Linked DNA regions of Gossypium hirsutum: all the other regions are linked to region 1. Evidence: chromatin contacts called from public Hi-C data. All regions are on one chromosome and are shown on one strand. The core of a region is the stretch at or near the end of the contact, and the rest is flanking DNA. Distances in the headings are between cores, read along the strand shown.

Region 1 (4,852 bases), core at 1,512-4,011:
GACTTTGTCTTGTCCTTTCTTAGCCGAGATTTTCGGTACCACATTGACTATGAAATTAATGCAATTCATAATTATTAATACATTACTAATTCATATCTTGAGTTACAAAATTCTAAATTAAGATCCGCTAAATTTTCCTGAAACTAGACTCACAAATCTTCTTACAATAAAATTTTCAGAATTTTTGGTTTAGCCATTAAGTATAGTTTATTCTTTAAATTCACCCCTATTCTGCTGTCTGATAGTTTCATCCCTTCTTCACTAAAAATTAATTATCTCACAGTACAGAACTCGGATAACATTCCCGTTGATTTCTCCTAAAAATAGACTCATTATGGATTCTAAACACATAACTTTAAGCCTCTAATTATTTTTCTTCAATTTTTGGTGATTTTCCAAAGTCAGAACAGGGAAACCCGAATTCATTCTGACCTTATCTCACAAAATTCATTATATCTCATAATTTACAACTCAATTGCTTATACTGTTTCTTCTATAAAAAACTAGACTCAATAAGCTTTAATTACATATTTTATTCATCCTCTAATTCAATTTCTACAATTTTTGGTGATTTTTCAAACATAGACTACTGCTGCTGTCCAAAATAGTCTTAGTACAAAATATTGATTTACTTTAATTTCAATTTAATCCTAACTAAATTCACTTACTTTTCTATCTTAATTCATACTTTATTTCTACTCAATTTTTTAACCAAACTTAGGCATAATTATCTATTTTTCATCATAAAACCATAATTTCGAAATTCTTTCAATTTAGTCCTTAAAGCATAAAACTTATGAATCACTTTACAATTCAATCCTTGTATCATTTTTAACTTGAATTTCTATCAATTTAGCCCTTAATTCATCATTTTATTTAACATGGACAATATCTAGAAATCTAATAACTATCAAAATATCAACTTAATTTCATCAAAACTTTGTTCTAAAACTTCTAAAACATCAAAATTAAGTAAAAAGGGCTTGATTGACTTACCTATTAAAGCTTAAAGCTTCAAACCTTAAATTTTCTCTTTTCTCCCTTTCTTTCTTTCTTTTTCTCCCCTGCTCTCTTTTTCGTTTCATTCTTTTTCTATTTCCTTTCTTTTGTTTCTTTAGTTTATATAATATAATATAATATAATATAATATAATTAAAACATAAAATATCTTTATTATATAATAATATAATAATATAATAATATACTAAACATAAAAAAAATCTTAGATTTTCTTCACGGTACACCGCCTCAATTTATACTTTTTGTATAATTTCCTTTTTAGTCCTTTTTATTTTCTTTTAATCTATAATTCAACTTTTACCCCTTATTCAATTTAGTCTTTTTTCTTAATTACTCTTAATTAAATTAAATTCACTTAATTAAACTCTAATTAACTACTCATTTTACTTCGTAAATATTTTTAATAAATATTTACGAATCCATTTTTTAGAAACGGAGACCCGAAAATATACTTTTTCGGTAACGGTAAAATTCGGGTCATTACAGTATCACACTACAAAACTGCCATGAAATTGTTGATAATAGTATTATTAAGTCTATAAAATGACCACACCTTAGATTGTTGAAAATGGTAAATTTTTTATGGAAAATTTGAAAAAGAAAATTGCATTTTTTATTTATAATTTTAATTTTTTTTTAAAATTTTCTATGATGACATATAAGATAAAATAGGACCACGTCATCAATAAAAGGCTAAGACCTTGAGGGTTATTTTACTCTGAATAGAAGAGTAAGAGTCAAATTGAGAAAAAAAAGGTAAAAGTTGAGGGTTAAATTTATTATTATATCTAATATAAATAAGCATTTAATTCACAATTTTAACTGAGGGACTATTTTGTTCATTCATTTAACATACAAGGATTATTTTGCCTATTTTTCACTAGAGGGACTAAAATGCAATCCCAAATATAAGACATTGACTGCTACAATAATTTTTACCAACAAAAATAATATAGGAAATTATGATGTAATTGTACTTTCTTAGTTAAACACATTTTGTGTTTAAACTTTAAACACAGTAAAGTAATTGAATGAAAATATAATTATAAAATAAAAATTATATTTTTTTGTAATTAAAGAAATAAAATTCTTTTCAATTGCAAAAATAAAAAATATTACCTTAATAATTAATTTTCATCCAATTAATGCAATGTCCAATCCCACCTTAAATGTAATTTATTTTCATTTTATTTTACTCATAGGTGACGTTTGGTACATTCTCATGATAATATTTTAATGCAATGTGATTTTTGGGAATATTATTACTAAAAATATAATATTACAACGTTAGTTATCTGAAGAAAGTACTAATTAAAATCCAAAAAAATTACATATGCTTTTGGTTCATTAAATTTTAATAGAATAATGTTATAATTACATATTTATTATTTTATATAAAAATTTATTAATTAAAAATTGAACTTAAAGTAAAATAATAAACTTGAGAACAGATTTATTAATTAAAAATAAAAAGGGCTTTAAACATGTAAAAAAAACTTAAAATAACATGAAAAAAAAGTTAAGAAGATAATCGAATTTAGGTCAAAAAAAAAAAAACATCAACGTTTAATCATCGAGAATGAAGAAAGCATTTTTCAAAAGCAAGTTTGACAGGAAGAGCTTTCTAAATATTGATAAATTCAGTTTATTTTCCCTAATTTATAAATTTACTTTTATATAAATATAAATATATTTACTAATAAATAAGATATCCCTTTTTTAAAAGGTTGGTTTTATTGAAGACCGAGATATTAGCTGCAAGCCCGACCCGACCAGATTGGACGTGGGCTAAAGTTTCCAAACAGGGATAAACCCTAAACCCTAGCATCCCTCTCCTTGCTGCAGATATAAATTTCGTATGTGTATCTAATTCAGAAATTAAAAATAATAATAATAAAATTGCCATGGGGAAGGGGAAGGGCAAGCAGCGGAAGCAGATAATTCTGCCCCCGGAACTCCCACCAGAAATAGCAGATGATGATATTGAAGTCTCTGACGAGGACCTTAAATTCGTGGATGAAAACAAAGACTACGCTGGCTTCGTCTCTCGCTTGGACACTCATTCTATTAACAAGTCCATTTCTTCTCTTTTTCCTCAATTTTCAAATTCGACTTCTATTTTTAGTTATAAAAATAAAATCATTTGTTATTTGTTGATTTAATTTCTGTTTTGGTTATACATGCTTTGATTTGATATTTGGATAGTGGAAATTAGTTAAAATTTAAAAACGGCATTCGACTGTGGCAACTTGAAATGGGAATTAGATATTTCCATTGAACTTTGTTTTGTGGATTGTTTTGTGGATAGGCAAGTCACTCGGGTGGAGGGTGTGAATGAAGATGCTTTGGAGGCTTTGTATGAGAAGCGACGAAGGAAGACATTGGAGCACAAAGAGAATGAGAAAAGTGTTGTTCAAGTTGATCCTGTTGATGCCCTTCCTGTCAAGAGTTTGGATGGAGAAGTCTACTACCGTACATGTATCTTATTCTTTTCTTGGAAAAAAATGGAAAAAAAAGTTATTTTACTTTCTTTCAGTGCTAAAGAAAGTGTCTTCATTTATGGAAGAGAATGAAATGGTTTATGCTGTTATATAATGCAGTTTCCCAGACAGCAGAAGTGACTGAAAATGAAGGAGACATTGATAAGAGCGTAGTTAAGCTGACGAAAGCTGAAAGGAGAGCAAAGCTTAAAAAAACTAAGAAAGAGGCCAAGAAAATGGGGAAGGAATTGGCTAAAACTGAAGAAGTGCAACCAACTCAACAAGAAGCTGCACTAGTATGTTGTTAGATTGCTCTTCTATGTATCTTTCAATTTAAACAAAAAACTATGAATATTAGATTTTACACTAATGTCTTAGACAATATTGGTGATCTTTCTTAGAGAACGTCTAGGAGTCAAATGGTCCAATATATATTCAATATTCTAAGAGTGCTTGTCTTTTAGGCAGAGGTAAAAGAAGACCTCACGGCTGAGGAAGCATTTGAAGCCAAAAAGCGTAAGCTAGCTGAGCTTGGAATGGCACTACTTGCAGACCCAGAGGCAAACATTAAGTCTCTGAAAGAGATGTTGCAATTTGCCAAAGATGGTGATCACTCAATTCTAAAGCTTGGACTGCTGTCCTTGTTGGCTGTCTTCAAAGACATTATTCCAGGGTACCTATAGTTTTTTTCCTTCTCTACTGCCCCTTAATTACTACTTTTAATTAATCTTCCTGTTCACTGCATTATATTTATATTTTTACTCAACTTTTGAATGTGCTAAATACAGCTATCGGATTAGGCTACCTACTGAAAAAGAGCTAGAAATGAAAGTTTCCAAGGAAGTTAAGAAAATGCGATTCTATGAATCAACACTTCTTTCTGCTTACAAGGTTTGAACTGCTAACTTTATATGATCAGTTCTTGAGTGGAGTTTGCATGTTGTGGGTATTCAGCAGAATTAAACAGGGTTTTCTACCATCTTTTCTTTTAGAAAGATCACCGTTATCTGAAAGCTTTCAACACGGCTTAATTGGCCTATGGATTTGTGCAACCATATTATGTGCTGATGAATATGAAAAGGTTGTAGAAGCATTGGTCTATTGTGAAGATATGGGCATTCCATCTTCTAGCTGGTTTTATAGTATGTCTAATAATAAGATTTGATGTTTTCCACATCACTCGAGTTTATTTTTAGTGCAATAACTTGTTATTAATTTGGGCATGCATCCTTCATACTATTCATGGGAATTTGCAACAGGGATACCTGCAGAAGTTGTTAGCATTAGAAAAGCAGCCCAGGTTTCATCATGTTGTGGTTCGTTGTATTTGTACTTTGCTTGATGCTGTTCCT
Region 2 (4,852 bases), core at 1,684-4,183, 700 kb after region 1:
TCTAAAGTCAATCACCTATTTACAGCCTGACCAGAGCACCTAAACGTGCACCAAGCAATATTAAGAACATATTCACAAGCTCTCATTTTCTTAGGTTTCCTTTCTTGCTATATCAGAGGGGGAGAAAGTAAACAAGAGTTTATATTAACTAAATATTTTTGGATGAAATTATCAAAATAAATGAACAAACAACTGAAAACAAAGATTCCCTGGTGATTAAATAAAGTCAGTAACTTAACCAATCAAATATCAGCTCTGTTTCTATAGTTTAGCCTTTCCAATAATCCCATTCTAATTTGTGTTGAAATAGATAACTATTTAACCCCCTCCTTGCAGCAAGGAGAAGGGATGCTGATTCAGTTACTCACATATTGATGGCACAAAAATGACTTCAAATTTCACTTCTTTGATGTAGAGATAAATATCAACAAGTTCTAGAATTAGATGATTTGCTGGCTTTCTTTCATACTCTAAGATCAGTTAAGACATTGATTACTGGTTTTCCAAATTTTGGAATGGTTCCAGAATACTTTTACACTTCTACACTAACCAACCGAGAACTAACAAAATAATATATTGCAAGCATGCATGCCCAAAAGACAGTTTGTGATTTAAAAAGAAAATTTACTTGACTTCAAAACTGAACATACCGATCTGACGTATGGTTGCTGGAATAGCCAACCAAGAATTGGTATCCTCTGCAGAAACACAGCCAGTGTTGGCCAAAAACCACTGCAAAAGAGGTGGATGTTAAATGAGTAGATAAAAAATGTTAAGCATTTGTATTAAATCAAGGTAATGAAAATTTCATATAGACCTGAAGAGTACAACGAATCCATATGTCTCCAATATCATGCCAAATATGGGCCATCCAACGACAACGAAAAAGAAGCCAACACCAAAAGAAATTGTTCCCTGTATTTAGCATCAACATATCATAAAGAAAACGAACGATGCATTTATAACGTCAGAGTTTAGGTATGTGAGTTTTTGTGTGAGTGAGTGTGGAGAATAAATAAAACCTTAAAATTTTGAGGTTTCATAAAAAATTGCATGGTGGACTTCAGACCAATGGTTAAGGTCACTCCTGATATGAAAAGGATCTGATTAACAGAAAAAAGAAGGTAGTGTTAATCAAGTATGATTCAACAGGGAAAATGAAAATAATTGTGCAAAGAGGACAAAAAGATAATAAAAGTTAGCTTACATTTCCCATGGCAAGCAATCCCTTGTCGAAAAAGAAGATAATTCCCAAAAATGAGAAAAATATGCCAAATCCCGTTAATCCGAGCCCAATTTCTGTTTTTCATAATGTCAGATATTAGTAAAAATGAAAGTTAAACCAAATGATAAGTGCATATAAGGTTTCCCTTTTTCCGTCAAAATAATGATGACAAACGAAGTCATAAGTCCCCAATTAGCTAAGTTCATGTGAATCAAATGCTAGACAGTAGCAACGCACTCCTACTCACCTCCAATCAATATCAATGACAACAATCCATGTAACAGAACAAATAGTTGGCTCAGATCACAGGTTTAGACCTAAACTAAAAAGATTAGATTCTAGTAAAATAAGAGTTAACAAAATTGTCCATATCACATATAGCTAAGGTGTTGGTAAAAGTCTTACCACCAAATAATCTAATAAATTATTTACATATTGTAAGATATTCTGCAATACTCCTATGAAATTGCAATAACCCTAAACTGTTTCCATTAGCATTTGTATACAAAATCCACATGTAAGAGGGTTCGTCATTTTGTTCAACTTAAACAACACCATCATAAGCAACTCCAAGAAGGTGTGGTGCACACGCTTCACCAAGCATAAATGCATGCATAAATAAATTTAACAATGAGAACTACATCCTATTGAACTATCCTATATATTTGAACTTTGAATAATAAGGGGTGTACATATCAATTAGAAATCCTTCACCATCTACGCACATCAAATGTGATCAACGGAGCTCCACTAGTAAATCATTTTGGAGTTTGACTAACATCAATTTATTAGAATTACCAGTTAATATATGTTTCTTAATAAAGCAGCATAACTTACCAAACAACTCCGAATAGCTTACTAAAATATTTGTTCGGATAATAAATAATAAAAAATATTCTTTCTAAGGAAATATATTCGACTGACTTTGCCATAATAATTTAACGTCTAATATAAATTAGCACATCAAATCATTCCCAGATTGCCTCAACGTAAAATAACATGGACACTTCAAAGACTTTCCTAACTTAACAGCAGTTACAAAATTTTACCAACATGCATAATAATAAATAAAAATCCCAAGATAAACGATGAACCAAGTCCAGAGATCTGAATTTCACAAAAATTTCTAGGGATTGCACAATGCATATTTCAAGCATCAAACCTCCATCGGAAAAAAAAAGTATCACACCGAACAGAAGTTTCACAAAATCACAGATTCATAGATGCGTTAATTGAATGAAAAGAAGCACAGAAAGCACAGAAAATGGAAGATAAAAGCTCACTTTTTCGATCATTCATTTCAAAGGAAACCATTTGGCTGATTCTTCAGATACCTGTTACTTTCAAAAAGCAAAACAAATAAGAAACGGAATCATGTGAGAGAATCAGGGGAAAAAAGGAGAAAACAGAATTTAATAATTAAATACAGATCTAATAGAGTACAGACTCCACATAAAAAAGAAGAAAAACAAATCTTAAATAAAAAATCCCGCTTGTTTACAGAGAGGAAAAAGAAGTAATTTCTCGGTAATCAAACAGAGAAAGAAAAGAAACAACTACCTGAAAGTGATTGAGAAATTCAGAAATGGGAAGCGAGCGAGCGAAAGAGGGAGCCGCGAGTTAATGTAAATAAAACAAGTTGAAAAAATACTTGAGATAACAAAAATATATAAAATTTTAAAAATTTTTATTTAGCATCTCTGTTTACATGAGAAGTAACTGAAATGACATAAAACTCCTCATCATCAACTTATATTTTCCAAAAGCAGTCCATCAAAAGAGGCAATGTAAAGTTTATGTGACCACTTGTAGTAGCAGAAGCAGAAGCTTTTCCATTGCTGCATTGCTAAAAAATGCACATTCTGGTATTAAAATATTGTAACTGAATATTATATATTATATTAATTGAAATTATATAATATATTAATTTCGTTTATTGACAACCGGAATCCGAATTAACCTTAATAATCAAGATAATGAAAACTTAGAAAAAGCGTGGATTAATTCAGATTGGACCGACTTTGGGTAATTCCTAGTAAAAGTATCTCCTCCGTCTGGTGGTGGATCTTCTCAAAGTCCGCTTGATGAGTCCTTAGTTTAGAACAAGGTAGCTGCTAATGCTTCCAATCTATTAATTATGATATCATTTATAATTAACCTCTCATTGTTGAGTCCAGAAATACTCATTACTGTGTTGCTATCTGATATTACAACATCTCTCCTCTATAAAACATCTCGTGTTTTTTGTTGCTTACTCTCCTTTTTAGCTAAGCCTGTAAGGACTGATTTTCTATCAAATTAATTAATATATAGTCGTCAACACCAATCTGCATTTGCAATAAATCCAAGGAGTGAAGACCTTCTATACATCATTCATGAGAAAAGCAATAAACGATGTGTTTTTACACTGAAAAGCATTGCGGTGTCGGCGAGGGAAGCATCATCAATGGCTTTGTAGTTCCATTAAAAGAGAACCACAAGCTGTTGTTGACGAGAGTGCTTCTCCCACAGTACAACACCAGTAGCTTGCAAGTTTGCAAGTTCAGCATAAGCAGCTGGCTTATTGCATTTCTCAGTTTGTACTTGGGGAAGTGGTGGTTAGGGAGATTCTAAGATATTGGCCAGTTACTAATTGTCAAAAAGAAATTATAGTTATAGGAGAACAGGATGAGGTGGTGGAGAATATGGATCCAGATCAGGCCCCTCTGCACCCAAATAACAAGGTGTTCCAACAGTTAACACAAAATGTGAAGGCCATGGATCCAACTCTATACTACAGGTGCCTTACAGAAATGGGTCATCGGGAATCAGAAGAAATCAAGAGGAAACAGAAATAGTGACAATTTATGCACATCAATAATAAGCTCTTCCATTCAACAATATATGCATGTCTTGTTCTCATTGAACTGAAGTGCAAGGCGTCGTATTTTGTGCTGCCACTAACTTCAGCAATTAGAAAACATGAAACCTTAGTGACGACAACTAAGAAAGTGGCTATGAATTATGAGACTCGTGACATTGATGGAACAGAATGCCAAGATTCTGGCAGTGTTCAAATTTCAAAAGTTAAAAAGGAAAATGAGGGGACTGTCGGGTTTGTTGTGATGGGGCAAAAACCAAACAATTCTATGGCCAGTCCACTAACGAGCACTTTTCTTTGGGCTTACAAAAGTCGTGTTGGGTCGCAAAGTCTGTTACTAAATCCAAATTTGACTTTAATACAAGCCATGTTTGATGTTTTGGGATATTTGGGTATATCTAAGCGCCCATGTTTGTGTGGAGTGGACGAGGCTGCTACTAGAAAAGAGAAGGTTAGCAGCTCCCTTATATGAATCTTGGACTGATGAGAAGGTGGGGGCTAAGAGTGGCTCTCAGCCTCACCGGGGTTACTATTGTTGTGGGTTTGGGAATTCATACACCATTTATAATCTTTCTTTGTCAGGAGCAAATTTCTGTTACGGATTTTCTGATGATACGAAAGCTATTAGTTTATGTCTCTGGTTTGATCGATTACTTTATCATTCATTCGGTGGGTAGAGCTGGGGTCTCTCGTTACTTTGGAATAATTTTTTAAAGCGTAATAGGTACCTAAATTTGTATTAGATATCTAAGTTTTTTTCACTTAAT
Region 3 (4,852 bases), core at 895-3,394, 640 kb after region 1:
TAAGTAGATTGCCATGTTTCTGATAATTATCTTGGCCTTCTTCCTATGGAGAGTAAGAATAAAACTAATGCATTCAAGTAGGTGTTTGCAAGCCACATCCAAGAATTCAAAGTTGGTTTAAATGGTTCTTAATATATAGCAACAAGGAAGTTTTTGTCAAATCGATCTTGTAGGCATAACCCACTTATGTAAAAAAGTGTGTTCTTACTCCCTAATTCGGTTACTAATGCTATAATTGTTGTTATTTGTAGATTTTAGTGGGTAGAGAAAAACGAAGACCATGAGTGGAGAATGTTAGCTCAAGACACAGTTAGAATGCCGAAAGGTATGAGAGCCTTAGCTTTCGATATGTATGGCTCTTTGACCTTACTCTCTTAGAAAAACAAATGTGGAGACTACTACTTCATAATAAGCATACCTTGTATTCTAACCTAAGAGAGTGGAGAAGCCTTTAGTTGTTAATTTGGACTAATATATTGTCGGCTTTGAATGCTTTGTCTGGTCTAATCTTTTGGGAGATTAATAATGGGGATCCTGCGGGAATTTGGGGAGAATAGTTGAGGTATGATAAATTTGGATGAGAGGCCATTGCCTCACAATAGGTGGCATTTATGAATGCACAAGTTAATGCTAATTTATCATTGAGGTTAAAAAGTATTTTTGAAAAATATTGTGAAAAAGTACTTTGAAAAAGTTTGACAGTTTTTATCATTGTTATCAAATAATATATTTGAAAAAATAAAATGTCTATTATAAACATGATATTGTAAAGTAAAAATTATGTATTTAAATTATATTTAATTTTATTAATATTATTACGAAACATATGAACTTAAATGATAATAAAATATTAAAATAATTTATTAAGTAATTATTTTTTGATATATGGAATGCATGGAATATATAAATTAGTTAGTATTATGAAATAATTAAGATTAAATTATGAAAAAAATTATAATTATTCAAATGTAAAGTGTTCTCATTTTCATGTGGTATTATATTATTACCACAATGCTAAATTATTATTTTAATATTAAAAAATATTCAATTTAGATTATAGTAAAAATATAATAAATTAATTTATAGTAACTCATTTAATATTGTGTTTCAACATGACGATGTAGTGATTTAGAATTATTATATAACTGGTATATACTTTATTAAGATAGGTTATAATTAATTTTTATTACGGTCTGATGAATTTATGTCATACGGATTATTGCGAAAATCTATTAGTAAATAGAAGAATTTGTCAAAATAATCAAACTCTTTGGGAGGAGACTTAGACACGCGCGAGTTCATTCCAACAACGGTAAGGATCACTTCTACAATGTCTAATGACCATGGGTGTCAGCGGTGTGGTGCTCCTAGTGAGATTATGGTGAATGCACTTAGGGATTGCCCAATGTCTCGAGAGACTTTGCAACTTGGAGATATTAATAATGATTTGTTCTTGTGTAATGTTTCCAAGTGCATTGATTGGATGGAGTGAACTTTGTGCATCATGGATCATGAAGCTTTTACGAGTTTCTTGATCTACGGTAACTTTGGAATGTGCGCAATGCGGAACTGATACTTGGCCTAGAACATCAAGGGGCTGGCAATCTGAATGTCGTATCCATAATTTGAGCAGACACCGTCTCTTGCCTCATAGACCGTGACTTGTTGGATGGAGAGTGCAAGAGGAATCAGCATTAAACATAAAATTTCACCAACTCACTCAGTTACATGTTTTCAACATTCTCATATAATGCAAATCTCATCTTCAATTTGTTTTTCTAACGCGGTAGTGAAAATGTGGTTAACAACTCCCAATCACCCCACCGACCACGAAAGGAAAAAAATCCAATGCGAAGGAATAAACTATAGGACAAAGTTGTAGGGCAAGTCTTGATAGTTCAGTGATCAGAAAAATATAGTTAATTGAGTCGGGGAAACCGTACTATGCCCCATCACGGACAGAATTGTTGAGTAATTATTAATTTGGAAAACAAAGGCAACAATTCGTTGTTTAAAAATGGCCCACAAATGTGTAAATGTTGACGTAGAAATGGTATCATTAATTAGGGGAAGTGTGGTCAGTCTTGGATAAAGTTAGGAAGAAGGTGGTGCCCTCCACTTGGGGTTATGGAGGCTGTGAAAGACTGCTCAGCAATCAGCATGCTTTTCTGGATTTTCTCACAGATATGGTTAGCAGTTCTATGACTATAAGCGTTGAAGTCAAAATGAATTCAATTCCACCACCCCCCCCCTTTTAATTGGCATATTGAATTATTTGGCCCTTTAACTTTACAAATTTTCATTTTAGTCCTCTATTTTATTTTTCTCTCTTTTAACTCTTTAACTTGCATTATTTATTAAATTATCTCAAAATGAATAGAAAAGTTAACGCTTGTTAGCTTTGCTGACGTAGCATTCATGTGTATGCTACTAAGCAATTAATTATTTTTTAAAATTTTTAAAAAATATTTTTGATATTTTTATAATTTTTAATAATATTAATGATTTTTAATTTTTTTAAAATTATAATTTATTTTTTAATTTAAAAAATTAATTAATTGCTGATGTGGCATACATATAGATGCCACATTAGCAAAATTAACAAACATTAATTTTTTTTCAATTCATTTTAGAGTGATTTGATAAATAACGCTAATTTAAAGGATAAAAAATACAAAAAAATTAAATAAAGTATTAAAATAATTTTTTTTTCTAAAGCTAGAGTGCCAAATAACTTTTAATTTTTATTTCGGTATTAAATATTTGGGATATGGAAATTTGAATGCTTCACAGGTTTTCATTAAAAAAAAGCGAAAAATTATATTTTATGCCTTCAAATATTTTCAGTATAGTTCTTATAAAATCTACAGTTGATAAGACTTTTAATTATTCAACATGTATCATTAACTTAATTTTCTCTACTTTTTTCAATCAATTAAATGAATATATTTATCTTAATTATTTTATTAATATTTTTCACTCTATGTCTGGTCATAATGGAGAAAAAACACACACTATTACAATGTTTAATACACGTTAGGCATTACTTTTTTTCTTTTTTAATTAAATGCATATATATATATTTTTACAATGATGTTTACAAATTAATTTATTTATGGGTAGATAAATATTCCGCCAATAGATTGCAACATGGATATCATATACATACTTCATTTAGATTATAAATTTTTTTATCTGGTTACTAAGATAATATGTTAAAGGGAAAAAGTTAGTGTACTAACTTAAGCAATAAATAGCCCATTATTTGTTAGGTGAATTGAAAAGAATGTAATAGTTATATATTACTTTCTTTGGTTAGAGTATTAAACAAGTAAGACATTGGTATTATCTTGGAAATGTCATTTTTCCCCAGATAAGACAAAAAACCAATAAATCATTTTTTGGTCCAATTAGATCACTTGGGAGTTTCTCGCATTTGACACGTTCAAATCCCCAAACAAGTGTAAGGAAAAAAATCATATCTCGTATTACAAATCAAATAATATTCATGTTGACAGTGTGCCTACCCAATTAGAAAAGGAAGAGGAAATTGAGCTATGATGCTTTCAGCTAGAGAGAATGAGAATTTTGGAACCAATATTTAAGTGGGAAGTCAAGAAATTTCACACAGATTATAAATTCATAATTTATATTTTCTTAAAAAAATTATAAGAGTGGAACCACAATGATATAAATTTAGATAGTGTCTATATATATGTGATAAAATTTAAATTAAAAAAATATTGATTGAAAATTCACATATAATTTACACAAAATAGATTAAAAATAGCCATAGTTATAAAAATATAAATGCATGATAAACCCAAATCAAAATTGGTTAATTTTTTTAAAACTGAATTTGAAAATTTTAAATAGATTAGCCATAGTTATAAAAATATAAATGCATGATGAACTTAAATCAAAATTGGTTATTTTTTTTAAATGCATAATAAACTTAAACTAAAATTGACTGACCTAAAAGACAACCAAATGAAGCAAGAAAAAAGAAAAGAAAGAAAAAGTTTTTAATATATTTTTTCTAACTACCTCATTACACATGAAAATGAAGGAAATAAAATGCCTTCTATATATATAAGAAACACGGAGGTTTTTAATAGTTTTGCCTCACATTAAATTATTTCGTTAATATATATTTATATTTTTATTAAAATATTAATAAAAAAATATATATTTTAATTAACACATTGTTACAGGTCAATTTTAGCCCAGACCAAATCAACCCAAAACAAACCCAATACCCATTAGCCCATTGCATTCTAACCCCAAATACCCATCTAAATTAACCCAACAACCCAATACAATCCAAACCTAATTCAGAAGTCCAACTACCCAAATCCAAAATTTTTTTAAAAAAACTTAGTCCACAACCTAAACTTTTCTCAACTAAACCCTAACTCTAGCCTCCCCACTTGCCTCTGCCACCACCTGCCCACTGCAGCATTGGCCACCAACTCGGGTTACCTCTACCTCCACCGCCTCTGCACCTGCAACCATTAAAAGCCGAATGAAAAGACGATTGAAATGGGTTTTTTTTTACATTAATAGAAAAAGATAAATAGTTTCAAAATACAACAACAAATATTCATAAATCATGATTCAAACATCACAAAGATCAAGAGAATATCATCCAAACAACAAAAAAAACGATCCAAAATCAGAAATCAAAAAATCAAGAGGCAAATACCCAAGGTGATTTTGGTTTTCTTTTCTTTTTTTTTTTTATTTTTTATCTATTGATTTGTATGCATATTTACATTATAAATATATAAAAAACATAATACAAAAAAAATTTTACCTTTTTCACGGTGGCCGGCGCCGGCGACAGTCCGAT

Evidence for each region. Hi-C and Micro-C count contacts between places; a contact is called where the count stands out from the background.
Region 2: a contact with region 1 is called in a Hi-C map of leaf, with 3 times the contacts expected there. The contact joins the promoter of LOC121212431 here to the promoter of LOC121212447 in region 1. A contact is called at or near these places in 11 of 34 Hi-C or Micro-C datasets (anther, hypocotyl, leaf and 1 more).
Region 3: a contact with region 1 is called in a Hi-C map of leaf, with 2.3 times the contacts expected there. The contact joins the enhancer-like site here to the promoter of LOC121212447 in region 1. A contact is called at or near these places in 3 of 34 Hi-C or Micro-C datasets (leaf and seedling).

Annotation. Positions count from the first base shown.
Region 1 is chrA13:88,568,123-88,572,974 of Gossypium_hirsutum_v2.1, reverse strand. It overlaps LOC121212447 (nucleolar complex protein 3 homolog), which reads left to right and starts at 2,761. Exons shown (of 13, transcript XM_041085141.1): 1 at 2,761-3,094; 2 at 3,329-3,498; 3 at 3,621-3,796; 4 at 3,965-4,173; 5 at 4,289-4,391; 6 at 4,760-4,852. The coding sequence starts at 2,925.
Region 2 is chrA13:87,871,735-87,876,586 of Gossypium_hirsutum_v2.1, reverse strand. It overlaps LOC121212431 (vesicle transport protein GOT1), which reads right to left and starts at 2,933. Exons shown (of 7, transcript XM_041085043.1): 1 at 2,786-2,933; 2 at 2,509-2,559; 3 at 1,208-1,299; 4 at 1,023-1,103; 5 at 818-915; 6 at 651-732. The coding sequence starts at 2,539.
Region 3 is chrA13:87,923,818-87,928,669 of Gossypium_hirsutum_v2.1, reverse strand. No RefSeq gene overlaps it. Among protein-coding and RNA genes, the nearest start is that of LOC121212431, 53 kb to the right of the region's middle. Within about 2 kb of position 2,144, at least 2 of the 9 cell types and tissues checked have an H3K27ac peak or open chromatin away from gene starts, as enhancers often do. A contact at or near this core is called in leaf, where this site is marked.